Regions from separate parts of the Pan troglodytes genome. Here region 2 is linked to region 1. Evidence: chromatin contacts called from public HiChIP or PLAC-seq data. All regions are on one chromosome and are shown on one strand. Each heading gives the region's core, a stretch centred on a gene start, on an enhancer-like site or on the middle of the called end of the contact. The rest is flanking DNA. Distances are from core to core; before and after follow the strand shown. Region 1 holds the start of FOXO3 (forkhead box O3). Region 2 holds the start of ARMC2 (armadillo repeat containing 2).

What was found. HiChIP or PLAC-seq counts read pairs in DNA pulled down with a chosen protein or histone mark.
Region 2: an H3K4me3 HiChIP or PLAC-seq map of stem cell-derived excitatory neurons shows a contact between it and region 1, with 6 times the contacts expected there. The contact joins the promoter of ARMC2 here to the promoter of FOXO3 in region 1. A contact is called at or near these places in 5 of 7 Hi-C or Micro-C datasets (blood, induced pluripotent stem cells, a lymphoblastoid cell line and 1 more), 1 of 1 datasets of contacts at active chromatin or transcription factors (stem cell-derived excitatory neurons) and 1 of 1 other capture datasets (stem cell-derived neural stem cells).

Annotation. Positions count from the first base shown.
Region 1 is chr5:120,474,694-120,480,528 of NHGRI_mPanTro3-v2.0_pri, forward strand. It overlaps FOXO3 (forkhead box O3), which reads left to right and starts at 1,541. Exons shown (of 4, transcript XM_016956082.4): 1 at 1,541-1,796; 2 at 2,880-3,623. The coding sequence starts at 3,003.
Region 2 is chr5:120,761,253-120,766,985 of NHGRI_mPanTro3-v2.0_pri, forward strand. It overlaps ARMC2 (armadillo repeat containing 2), which reads left to right and starts at 3,656. Exons shown (of 18, transcript XM_054686854.2): 1 at 3,656-4,237. The coding sequence starts at 4,086.

The sequences.
Region 1 (5,835 bases), core at 291-2,790:
CTCTTCGCTGGCAGACCCACCGCCCCAAGTCGGCTGCCTTCCTCCCGTCCGCTGTCCTCTCGCGTCCCCCCTTGAACCCTCCCACCGCCAGCGCGCGAAGGATTGGTTTCTAGTGCGCCCTCTCCCTTTTTCCCTCTCCTCTCTCTCCTTCCTTAGAATTTTACTCGATTGTTTATTATTTGCTGGGGGGCGGGGGCGGGGGGGCGGAGAGGGGCGTCTGGGGCCTGGAGACTGGTGGCCGCGGCCAGTCAGCGCGCGGCGTGCCTTGACGAGTAAGCGGCGCAGCGAATGGCGACGCGGCGGAGAGCTCCGGGGTCACGCGCGTGTGGATACGATGACATCATCTGTTTGTACGCGTCGAACTAGCTTGGTGCAGGGGCGGGGCCGCGCGTCACTTGAGTGACGGGCGCTGCGCAAAGCCCGGAGCCCGGAGGCGGCTGGGCGGGCTGGCTCTTGCGTACGCTGGGCTGGACCTTTTTGTGTATGGGGTCGTTGAGAAGCCCGCTTCTACACTCTGAGCTATCTCCGGTGACTTACAAGGATTTTTAAAAAAATATATTTATGAACTAGTGTGTAGACTTTTGGTGTGCATGTCGCGTGTGGTGCATTCGTAGAGTACAAATAAACGATTTGGGGCACGGATCGTAGAATAAGGACTTGTGCAGATGTTTTTCGTTTAACCTAAAGGATACGTCTTTTTTTAAAAGTCAAAAATGCCCACGTAGCGGTTTTGTCGTCATTTACAAATTAGATTAAAATTATTTCCCCTTCTCAGTTGTTCGGAATCTGCTCTTGAATGTAGGACGGGGGTAAATTTGCATTTCTTCCGGAGTTAGTTACACCTCTCCCCCGTTTGCCATGAAACCCATGAAAAGTGAAACACGACTGTGGTCCACCGTCCGAGGTGAGAGACTCAGTGCAAACCTTTTGGTGCCTGATCGAAATCTGTGAGCATCAGCTTATCGAAGTTCTGCAGGCACCAACATCTTCGCCGTTCAGTATTTCCACACCGCGATAACCCTGCCCATCTTGCGGCCAGCATCTTATCTCGGGTGTTACCTGGTGTCGCGTTCTAACAGGGAACCGGACACCGGGGCTGGCCCAGAGCCCGGCGGGCGGACGCGCAGGCCAGGGACCCCCTGGTACCAGGCGCCCTGCCCGGAGTCAGGGAGGCCACGCCGCTGCGCTCCTTGGAGCGTAGGAGGCTGTGCGCTCCTGCCGCTCCCCCTTCTCCCTCCTCTCCCTCCTCTCCCTCCTCTCCCCCCTTCTTCCTCCTCTCCTCCCTTCTCCCCCCTCTCCCGGGCCAGCGCCGCGCTTTGTTGTCGTTGAGGCTCTCGGGAGGGAGGAGGAGCCCAGCGGGGACAGCAGCGGGAGCCCGCCGAGTCCCGGCCCACGGCGCGCGCCCGGACACCCACGCCCGCAGCCCCGCGGAGCCGGGCCGCGCAGGCGCGCGCGAGCTCACACACGCGCACTCACACACGCACGCCCGCCGCGCGCCCGGCCCGCCGCCCAGCCCTCCCCCTGGGCGGGGACCCGCCCGCCGTCAGCCTAGGTTGAGGCGCCCTGCGTGTGTCTATAACTTTGTGCTGCTGCCGCGGCCGCCCTGCTCGTGGAAGGGAGGAGGAGGAATGTGGAAGGCGGCGGCGCGCGAGCTGACAGGCGGTTCCTCGGGCGGGCTGCGGCGACGGCCCGAGCGCTTCTCCTTCGCCGAGGTTGCGCGCCCCCTCCTCGCCGTGCCCCGGGCCCGCGCGGGATCGTGCGTCGTCCCGCCGCGTCCCTGAAGGGAAGGAAGCGAGGTAGGCGCCGGAGCCGTGCAGCGGGCGGCCGCCTTCCCGGTGACTCCGGATCTGCTTCCGAGCTGGGCCGGGCGCTTCCCTTTCCCCTCCCTGAGCCGCGGTGTGCGCGCCCCCCTTCTCGCCCGCTAGTGTTTTTAAAGGACTCAGGGGAAGGGGGAAACTGTCAAGATGGCAGCAGCGGGAGCAAGGAGGTGATGAACGTGCTGGTCCGGGTTTTCTAGCAGCCCGGGAGACTTGGCGCTTCCCGACCTGTTGGAAGATTTATGTTCCGACTCGCTCCCTCCCCCGGATCCCGACTGGGAAGGGGGCGGAGGGGACGACGTCCGCGAGAATGCAAACCACACAAAACCCCGAAGTGGCCGTCCCCGCCGGGCTCGAACCTCTGCGAACACCCGCTGGGCTGCTGCTCCCCCTTCTTTCTGTCTTTCCTTTATTTTTTGGAAGTGACAAGGGCCCATCTGCGCCCAGACCCCCGTTCGCCCTCTGGCCCGCGGGCGAAGAGGGGAGAGGGAGCTGCCCGCGCAGTCCCCGGGCTCGGGCCATTCGACCGGGTGGGGGGTGACGGGGGGTCGTGGGGGGTCGCGGAGGCGGCCGGGCCGGGATAAGGGGAGAAGAGCCGAAGACAGCACAGACTTGAGCGGCGGCGCCGCGGGAGGCACTAGAGCGGGCCCGAGCGAAACATAAACAAACGCACGCACACCCGAGCTCGGGCTCTGACCGCGGCTCGGCTGCGCCAGCTCCGGCCGCTGCCCGCTTTAAAGGCGCGGCCGCCCCTCCCCCGGGCGCCCCTCCCCCTTCTCCCCGCCCCGCCGCCTAGCCCGGGAGGGACCTGCGGCTGGGCGGCGGGGGGAGGGGGCTGCCCCGCGCGAGGCCGTCGATTCGCTCGCGGCTCCCTCGCGGCCTGGCCGGGGGGCGGTGTCTGCTGCGCCAGGTTCGCTGGCCGCACGTCTTCAGGTCCTCCTGTTCCTGGGAGGCGGGCGCGGCAGGACTGGGAGGTGGCGGCAGCGGGCGAGGACTCGCCGAGGACGGGGCTCCGGCCCGGGATAACCAACTCTCCTTCTCTCTTCTCTCGTGCTTCCCCAGGCGGCGGCGGCGGCGCCCGGGAGCCGGAGCCTTCGCGGCGTCCACGTCCCTCCCCCGCTGCACCCCGCCCCGGCGCGAGAGGAGAGCGCGAGAGCCCCAGCCGCGGGCGGGCGGGCGGCGAAGATGGCAGAGGCACCGGCTTCCCCGGCCCCGCTCTCTCCGCTCGAAGTGGAGCTGGACCCGGAGTTCGAGCCCCAGAGCCGTCCGCGATCCTGTACGTGGCCCCTGCAAAGGCCGGAGCTCCAAGCGAGCCCTGCCAAGCCCCCGGGGGAGACGGCCGCCGACTCCATGATCCCCGAGGAGGAGGACGATGAAGACGACGAGGACGGCGGGGGACGGGCCGGCTCGGCCATGGCGATCGGCGGCGGCGGCGGGAGCGGCACGCTGGGCTCCGGGCTGCTCCTTGAGGACTCGGCCCGGGTGCTGGCACCCGGAGGGCAAGACCCCGGGTCTGGGCCAGCCACCGCGGCGGGCGGGCTGAGCGGGGGTACACAGGCGCTGCTGCAGCCTCAGCAACCGCTGCCACCGCCGCAGCCGGGGGCGGCTGGGGGCTCCGGGCAGCCGAGGAAATGTTCGTCGCGGCGGAACGCCTGGGGAAACCTGTCCTACGCGGACCTGATCACCCGCGCCATCGAGAGCTCCCCGGACAAACGGCTCACTCTGTCCCAGATCTACGAGTGGATGGTGCGTTGCGTGCCCTACTTCAAGGATAAGGGCGACAGCAACAGCTCTGCCGGCTGGAAGGTGCGTACCCACCCCGGGCTGGCAGCAGGACCCGCCGGGCCTCCTGCGCAGCGCGAGACGCGTCTCGGATTCGTCGGAGTGCGCTTGCGGGCTCCAGGGCAAGGGGTTGGCAAGGGGAGCCTCCGCTGCGAGGCTTTGGGGGTTATCTTTGATCCCCGGAGTCGGGGCACCTGGGGACGGTCTCGGAGGGGTGAATGAGGCTCCCCAGAAGCTTGGGGCATGGCCAGGTGAGGAGAGGGGGCAGGGGACGCCGGCGAGGGAAGGGCGAACGGACAGGAGTACATTTGCTGGATTCTCAGGACAGCACCGAGGAGGTAGGTCCGCAGCCAACTTTGGAGTAGAGTTTACCGTAGTGGGGGTCTGGTGCGGGCGCTGTGGCTGGAGTGAGAGGTGTGGGGGTGTTTGGGACGCAGTGTCTGGAGGAGGGGTTGGATGTGTGGTTTCCAGTCTGTCGCAGGAGCATGTTGCGTCGTCACTAGCTGAATGAGAACCTTCGGGTCCAAGTTTCAGCTTGTGGGTGTTAACACCTACAGGCACATCGATCCGATTAGAAAAAGCAGTGGTTGCAAACCTTTTCCTGGACGGTTTCCTTTCCTTGTCTATATTGATACCTTTTCTTCTCGGAGATGTCGCTCCAGTAAACCTGCTTCTGACTAGCTGCTTCTGAAATGTTCTGGGGCCTCGAACCGGCCGGTCTGGCCACCTCAATCCAGACTGGCTGCACCCGCTGCTCCCGCCGAGACCTGGATTCAGGCACTGTTTGAGGGAAGGGCTCTGGTGTGGGGGACGCGGGGCCTGCGCTTCATTCACTCTGGCGTTTGGGAGGAGGTTTGGGGGCTGGGCCGGGCCGTAATGGCTTCTACCTGTAAATGAACCCGAAGAGAGACTCTCTACCGTTCCTTATCATCCTCTTGGGGCACGGGACACGTGGTAGGGAGAGAGGTGTGGAAAGGCCTATGATGTAATGACTTCCTGCAGTTGGGTATCCAAAGAGATTAACTCCTCTGCCCTTGCTGGCCTGCTGATATCCAGCTGCTTTCCTCTTCCTAGGCACCTCCCTGGCCCCTTCCCCCAAGACAGTGTGTGTCAGTACCAGGCCAAAGAGTCCTGTGCGATTGGAGATATACATCTCTTATCAGCTGCTCATATTTGCAATTTAGCTTAGATTTTTGTTTTGTTTTGTTTTATGTAAAAGAAGTAGTTGCTTCCTCCTTCCCTTCCTTCATTGTCATTGGGGAGCCCTCTGTCTTCCTGGGTTTCAGGAGGTATAAAAATAAGAACAGTTTAATCTTAGTGGAGAATTCAATGGAAGCACTGGAGACGAGCCTGTAGATGAAAAAGTTAAAGAACTTAATGTAGAGAATGTTTTATTTTGCTTCTAGAAAACCCTTGCAAAGTTAAATACGGCTTATATCAGAGAGGCTTTGTATTAGATACTTTAAAAGCAAAACACGTGTGCTTTGATATTAATCCACAAATGTGTCTCATTTCTTTTAACAAATGCTTACATTATGAGTCTTATATTTGGTTTAATTTAATTGCTTTGTAAAAGAATGCCAGGTGTATGATACGAGAGTTCTTTACAGAAAGGATGAAAGTTAGACAATTCCATTTGAAAAGAGCACTAGTGTGATATGTTTTAAAACTGGGTTTCCAAGTGGATGGGAAGGGTTAATCCGTGTATAGTATCAGGAAGGCATAAGCGGACAGGATCTGAGAACATGGATTTGGGGGTTCGAAATGTTTTTCAGATTTCTCTCACTTGAAATTTAGTCTTGCATGTTTGAATCTGGTGAGGAGAATACGTTAGTTAAAAGTTAACTTTAAACTTAGTTAAAACGTTAACGTAGGAAGGCGTTTTCACCTTTCCTGTGATTTTTAAGGTTACAAAAATAATTTAATTTCACAAATAATATTTCTTGTTATTTTGTTTATAGTTAAATATAATAAGTTTAATGAACTTTATTTTTGGGGGGAAGATTTACAAGAGAAAATGGTATTACCAAAAGTAGCCGCGAATTGAGATTGGGCTAGATACATTTTCATATAGTTTGTAGGACTTGCAATACAGATTTTGGGACTAGTCATAAACTTTATGGTTTTATGTCATCGTTTTTTTGTCTTATGGTTTTTTTTTTTTACCCTTCTCTGCTATCTCATTTCTCTTCAACTAAAATCTTAGAAAATACTGTAAATTGAAATTCTCAAGGCT
Region 2 (5,733 bases), core at 2,406-4,905, 290 kb after region 1:
CCCATCCATCTCTGCCAGGGCCTGGTATGTCGCCATGTGACACAGCCTGGCCAATAAGATGTAAGGACAAGGTGACCAAGGGGCTTCTGGGAAATGTTTTCCTTCTCAGTGTAGAGATATACATAGAGAGGGCCCTTGCCCTTTCCCAGCTCAGTGCAGCCACCACCATCTTGTGACCATGTGGGGAGACTTGACTGATCTTCCTTGGTCCCTGAGCTGCAGGGCCAATCCTGAAGCAGCCCAGTTCCAGTGATTGTTAAACAAAACAATAAATGTCCTTGGCGTGTAAGCTACTTTTGGTGGAATATTCTGTTATTTGCAGGCAAAAGCTTCCAAAAGATACAGGCATGCTCACTTAGTAATGTCTCATAGGTGAGTTGGACAAAGAATATTGGGTTTCTGATTGTCTTAATTGGTCCCTTTTAACATCCAAGAGTTGTTCAGGATGAAGTAATTCATAGTTACAATCCTACTGACACTGACATACTCCCTGAAAACTAGAACCTCCTCCCTTCCAGTGAAATGCAGGGTCCTTAGAGACTCTGTAATCTACTGGTAATTAAATGGACCCTCATTAATTAGCATTCCTGTCAACAACTTGGCAGCTTGGTGGAGCACGTGGCCTGGGGTGGCAGGGGTGGTACGGGATAATGTACTTAAAGGTAAAGTAATACTTAGGTGTACAGGTCACAGCTGAGGCCTAATAAAGACAGGATTTACATAAACATTTTAGCTGATAAGTTTTAGGACAATTCCACAGTCTCATGTCTATCCAGTTCCATGAAGTTAGTTAATTTTCACTGAATTGTAAATTTCCAGCGAGTTGCATTTTAATGTATTTGTGCCTTTAAATTTGTATGCAAAGATTGCATAGGCTGTCAATTTGATGAACTCCTCACACTATATTGTGTGATATATATAATTAAAGCACCAAGATTCTATATTGACAAAAGCAGAAAGTGTCTTGAAGTGAATATTAGAATTCTAAATTGGCAATTTTCATTCCATGCCAGAAGTATTTCTTCCCCCTGTGAGTCACAGCTCAGTTGTAGTCATAAAAATCACTGGGTGGTGGGGGGGAGTGGGGGGAATTGTGAACATTAAAGAAGTATTTATTTAACCTGTATCTTTTCAAGAATATATCTAATAGGTAAATTAGGATGAGCTATAGATATTAAACAAGAGGTGTATGTGATAGAAACTATGATATAAACTGTAAAATCTACTAGTAGAGTCTGTGGATAAAAAGCATCTATGAGTTCATCATTCTGTTACAATTTTTGCATCTGAGACTGCATAAGATTGTATCATTACCCAATCTCCTGCCTATATAATTCTTGCTTTAATTCAAAATCCAGAAATTCAGAAGCCATTTTCAAGTGAATGTAAAGATTCTTCAGTTCCTCTTGATCCCTATAGCCCCATGCAGCTCTGGGATAAGTGAGAGGAGGAAATAAAGAGCATAGCTTGACACCTTCAGTAGCCTAGAAAGTACCTTTCCATGCTGGGGGCAAAATGCATGTATAATAGCAGCATGGCGTACTGAACTTGGGCATCAAGAATCCCAGATCTCAAGGTCCTTTTACTAGCTATGTGCCTGTGGGCTGATCACTTCACCTCCCTGAACCTCAGTTTTCTTCCATCTCAAATTGAGATACCTACTTTCCAGGCTTATTGTAAACTCCAAATTAGACAAAAGAAGTGAAGTGTTCCAAATAAAAGCAATTTGGAAACCATAAAGTGCTTTATAAATGTTAGATACTTATAATACTTTGTCTTCCTCTTTAATCTCTCTAAAGTATGTGAAACATGTCAACAGTTTTGTTTCTAAAGCAATGCCACTTACAAAACCGATGTGAAATAGCCATCAGGTAACTGTGGAGAAACAGCCAGGTCAGTATAATACGCCACTGCTGTTGACAGCCTAAGTATTTTCTCATATAGCATCCTTCAGTGAGGTAAGTTGGGGAGCTTCATTGCTTCAAATAACTGCTTCCTCTAATTCTGCCCACGTCATTCTTTTCAATTGTGCTAATTTGCCCGGCAGATATTTCCTGGCCAGCTGAGTTGGGTAGCATCAGGTTCCAGTAGCTTGCTTATGGTCTATTTTAGACCAAGATCCTAGGGTGCAAGACCACAGCTAGTAATTGGCTGTACCAGAGGTTTTTAGGTTGATGTTTCCACTGAGATGGTAATTATGTAATCATCAGTTCCAAGTGAGGTGAGGCAGAGTCTCCATAGGGCAGGTTACAAAGAAACCTAAAACCCCCTCAGCCTCTCACCCAGGCTGAGGCTAAAAATAAGGGGTCAGAGAGTGGAAAGGGAAGATGTGTGGGGAAACTTCTTTGGAGAAAGGAGTGTGGGGTGCTATGCCCTTCATCTCAAGCCAGCGAGAGGGGCTTCCCCAGGGGCCTGGGACTGCCAGAGACTGTAGTTAGGTGGCCTGGAGAACTGGAGCCTGACTCACTCCTGGGTAAGCTAAAGCTCCCTCCTATGGCAGCCTAGAAGGGGCTGCACCCAGACAAGCCTGAGCTCTCAGAGTCACTAGGGTGACAGATGTGTAGGGTTCCCCTTGGGACCTATCTAAAGGGGCACTGAAAGGTGGAATAAACCCTGGGTTTTTAGGATTTTCAGAAGCCCCCAGGAGGGAGGTCCCCATCAGTGGGAGACTACAAAGGACCAGGAAAGACCTACATGAGCTGCTTTAACCATAAGCCAGCACAGCAAGCTTGAAGCTGCTCAACTCCAGGAAGAAATGCTCCATCTCCTTCCTTCTCCTCCTCCTCCTCACTGCCAGTTTGATCCAAGCTGGGCCTTAAACAACCTCTAGTGAATAGGGGGGCGGGTGGGGGTCGGGGACAAGCCTAAGCCTAGTGCACCCCTTCAGGGAAGGCCAGCTAGAGACCTTAAGCCTGGGGCTGGAATGGGGGAGGAAGACTTTTTGAAGTTTGATGCATTTGTTTATATCTTGCACCGAACATTATAGTTTTGAAATGAAGCTGTGGTTGAGATTTAGTTACAACAAGACTGTCAGTTATCTAAGAATGAGCAGAAAAATCCAGGGCTGTTTCGGGTCCTAAAATTATCCAATCAACGAATAGGTATTTATTTTCTGTTATGTTTGAAATCCTCTTGAGTATTTTGAAGAATATTTACATTCCTTTAGTTCAGGTTAGTATAATTTCCCACCTGGCACGATGCCTTACACATAGTATGTGCTCAAAAATATTTTCAATTTAATTATTCTTTACAAGATGCTTAGCACCAAGGGAAGTGGCATTTTCCCAATGTTGATGACAAATAGCACTTCAGCTGGAAAATCTCCATATTTATAAAACGTGGTGCAAACCTGAATGAAGAGTGCTTATGATCTCACTTGTATTTAACACTGTACAGTGTTGCTAAATGGTCTAATAGGAGAGAAGGGAATTTAAACTAGAAACACATAAATGGAGTGCTTTTTGCCGTTCAACTGTGATGATGCACGAACAAAAAACGATTGGCCACGGGAGACCTAGACTGGAATCTCCTTCTCCTGCTCACTACACCTCAGGCCCCCAGTTCCTCTCCTGTGGATGGGGACGCCAGGCTGCCTACCTCAGACTCAGAAGGTACGATTACGTGCATACACTCTGCGAACTCTGAAGGGCTCTACAAATGCAAGGGCTTAATAACAGCCAACAGTTTAATATTCGTTGATTGCCACGTGCATAGCGCTTTACATCTATTTTCTCATGCAGTCTTCATAACAGCCCAAGACCTACCTAGGTACTATTATTAATATTTCCTGCCACTTGACATCGGAGGAAACAGAAGCTCAGCAAGTGGCTCCAGGTTATACAGAGCCCTAACCTGAGCCAGTAAATCCTTCTTACCCACAAGCATTAAGCTTCCGTCCTGCCTGCTGTTATTTAACAGAGGTGCTGGGATCCGGCAGGGGAGCAACAAATGTGGTTCGGCAAATTGCTAAACGAAAAGCGGACACCCGCCCACGACGCCTGCTCTGATCTGACCTCCCGGCCTACAGCCCTCTCCAGGCTCCTCCCACCCGCTCCGGCCGTCGCCACGCCTCGGAGCTTCTACGCATGCGTTGGCGGGACCCGCGCAGGCCCAGTGGCCGAGCGGCGTCGTGGGGTTACCCAGCCCGCGCCAGCGCTGCATCCCTGGCCGCCACCCGGGGAGAGCCGGAGGATGAACTGAACCTCGCAGCCGCTGCTATCTCCAGTGCTCATCACAGGTGCTTTGGGTCAGGTCGGAAGCCTCCTTCCCTGAGCCCTCGCCAAGCTCATTCCCCGGCCCGCCTCTCCCGCCCTGCAGCGGCCTGGCCCTGCGGTCTGGCTGCCGGGGCGGCGGCGGGAGGTAGTTTGTGTACGGTTACCATGGAGAAGCTGGCTGCGGGGCGAAGTGGGAGGGTGGCCGGGCGGGGTGAGGATGCTGCTGCGCCCTGCCCTGGCCGGGACCGTGGAGGAGCGGGCACTGCCGTGGGTGGGGGAGCCGCTGTCCGCGCGGGAGGTGAGGTGTCTCCAGCGGCTCCCCGGGGACCCTTCCTGCCGTCGTCCGCCTGTGTGTCCTCGGGGTAGAGAGACGATGAGTGCCCTGTGCATGCTGTCAGGGGTCCGGAGCGGTTGTCTTTTATTTATGTACTGTCGCACTTAGCCAAGTGCGTGGTGCTTAATAAGAAGCCCAGTAATATTTGTTGAATGAGAGTGGTAGACTAAGGGGCTTTGTCTAGGCAGGCGGTGACCGGGCCAGAGTCATACAGTTTATATCTGGGCACTTCCAGGCAACAGGGCCTCAATAAATAAAAATGTATGTGTAACAATATTTAACATACTTTAAAATCATGGAGTGTATACATAATGCCTTTTGTGATCCATTCCCACAAGTAACACAACAGATCTTACGTCCCACCCTGATTTATAATAATTATACTTTAATTTGGTTGAAAAGCAAGCACCATTTATTATATTTATCCTGGTTTCTTAATCTATGGGATTCTGGTTGTTGATGTTGATTTGGCATAGCTGATATTCAATAAAATGCTTAATAAAAATTATCTGTTTTCATAAAGGCAAGTACCACCACCCGCCTTTTAAAAGGAGAAGTACGTAATGTAAATGACGAGTTGATGGGTGCAGCAAACCAACATGGAACATGTATACCTATGTATCAAACCTGTACATTGTGCCCTTGTACCCTAGAACTTAAAGTATAATAATAAAAAAAACTTATGTATAGAAACACTGAACAAACGTCATTCTCTCTTTTGCAATTTCTTTTTTTAAATGTAGTTTTTCATTCGTGGAAATGATTTTGCTGTATCCTTTTATCATGTAGCACTTGGGCAATAATTGTTAACATCTTTAAGGGCCATATTTTAAAATGTTAACATTTTTAAAGCACCGTGCTAACGCACTTTACATGTATTATATCATTTAATTCTTCAAACAATCCTATGGGGCAATTATTATTATTATCCACCTTTTATAGATGAGGAAACTGATGCTTAGAGATATTAGAGGCATTGCCTAAGGTCACATGGCTGTGAATTGTCAGCATTTAAACTCTTACTCCAGCATCTAAGCACTTAACCACTGCCTCTTTGGATGCTCATATTAATACAAAAATGATTCAGAGTTATGGAAGGGTCCTGAGTATTTGATTTGCAGGGAAGACTGTGAAGCTGGCCTGCTTTTCCCCTGTTGCAGACATCCTGGTAGTGCAGTGTTGCAT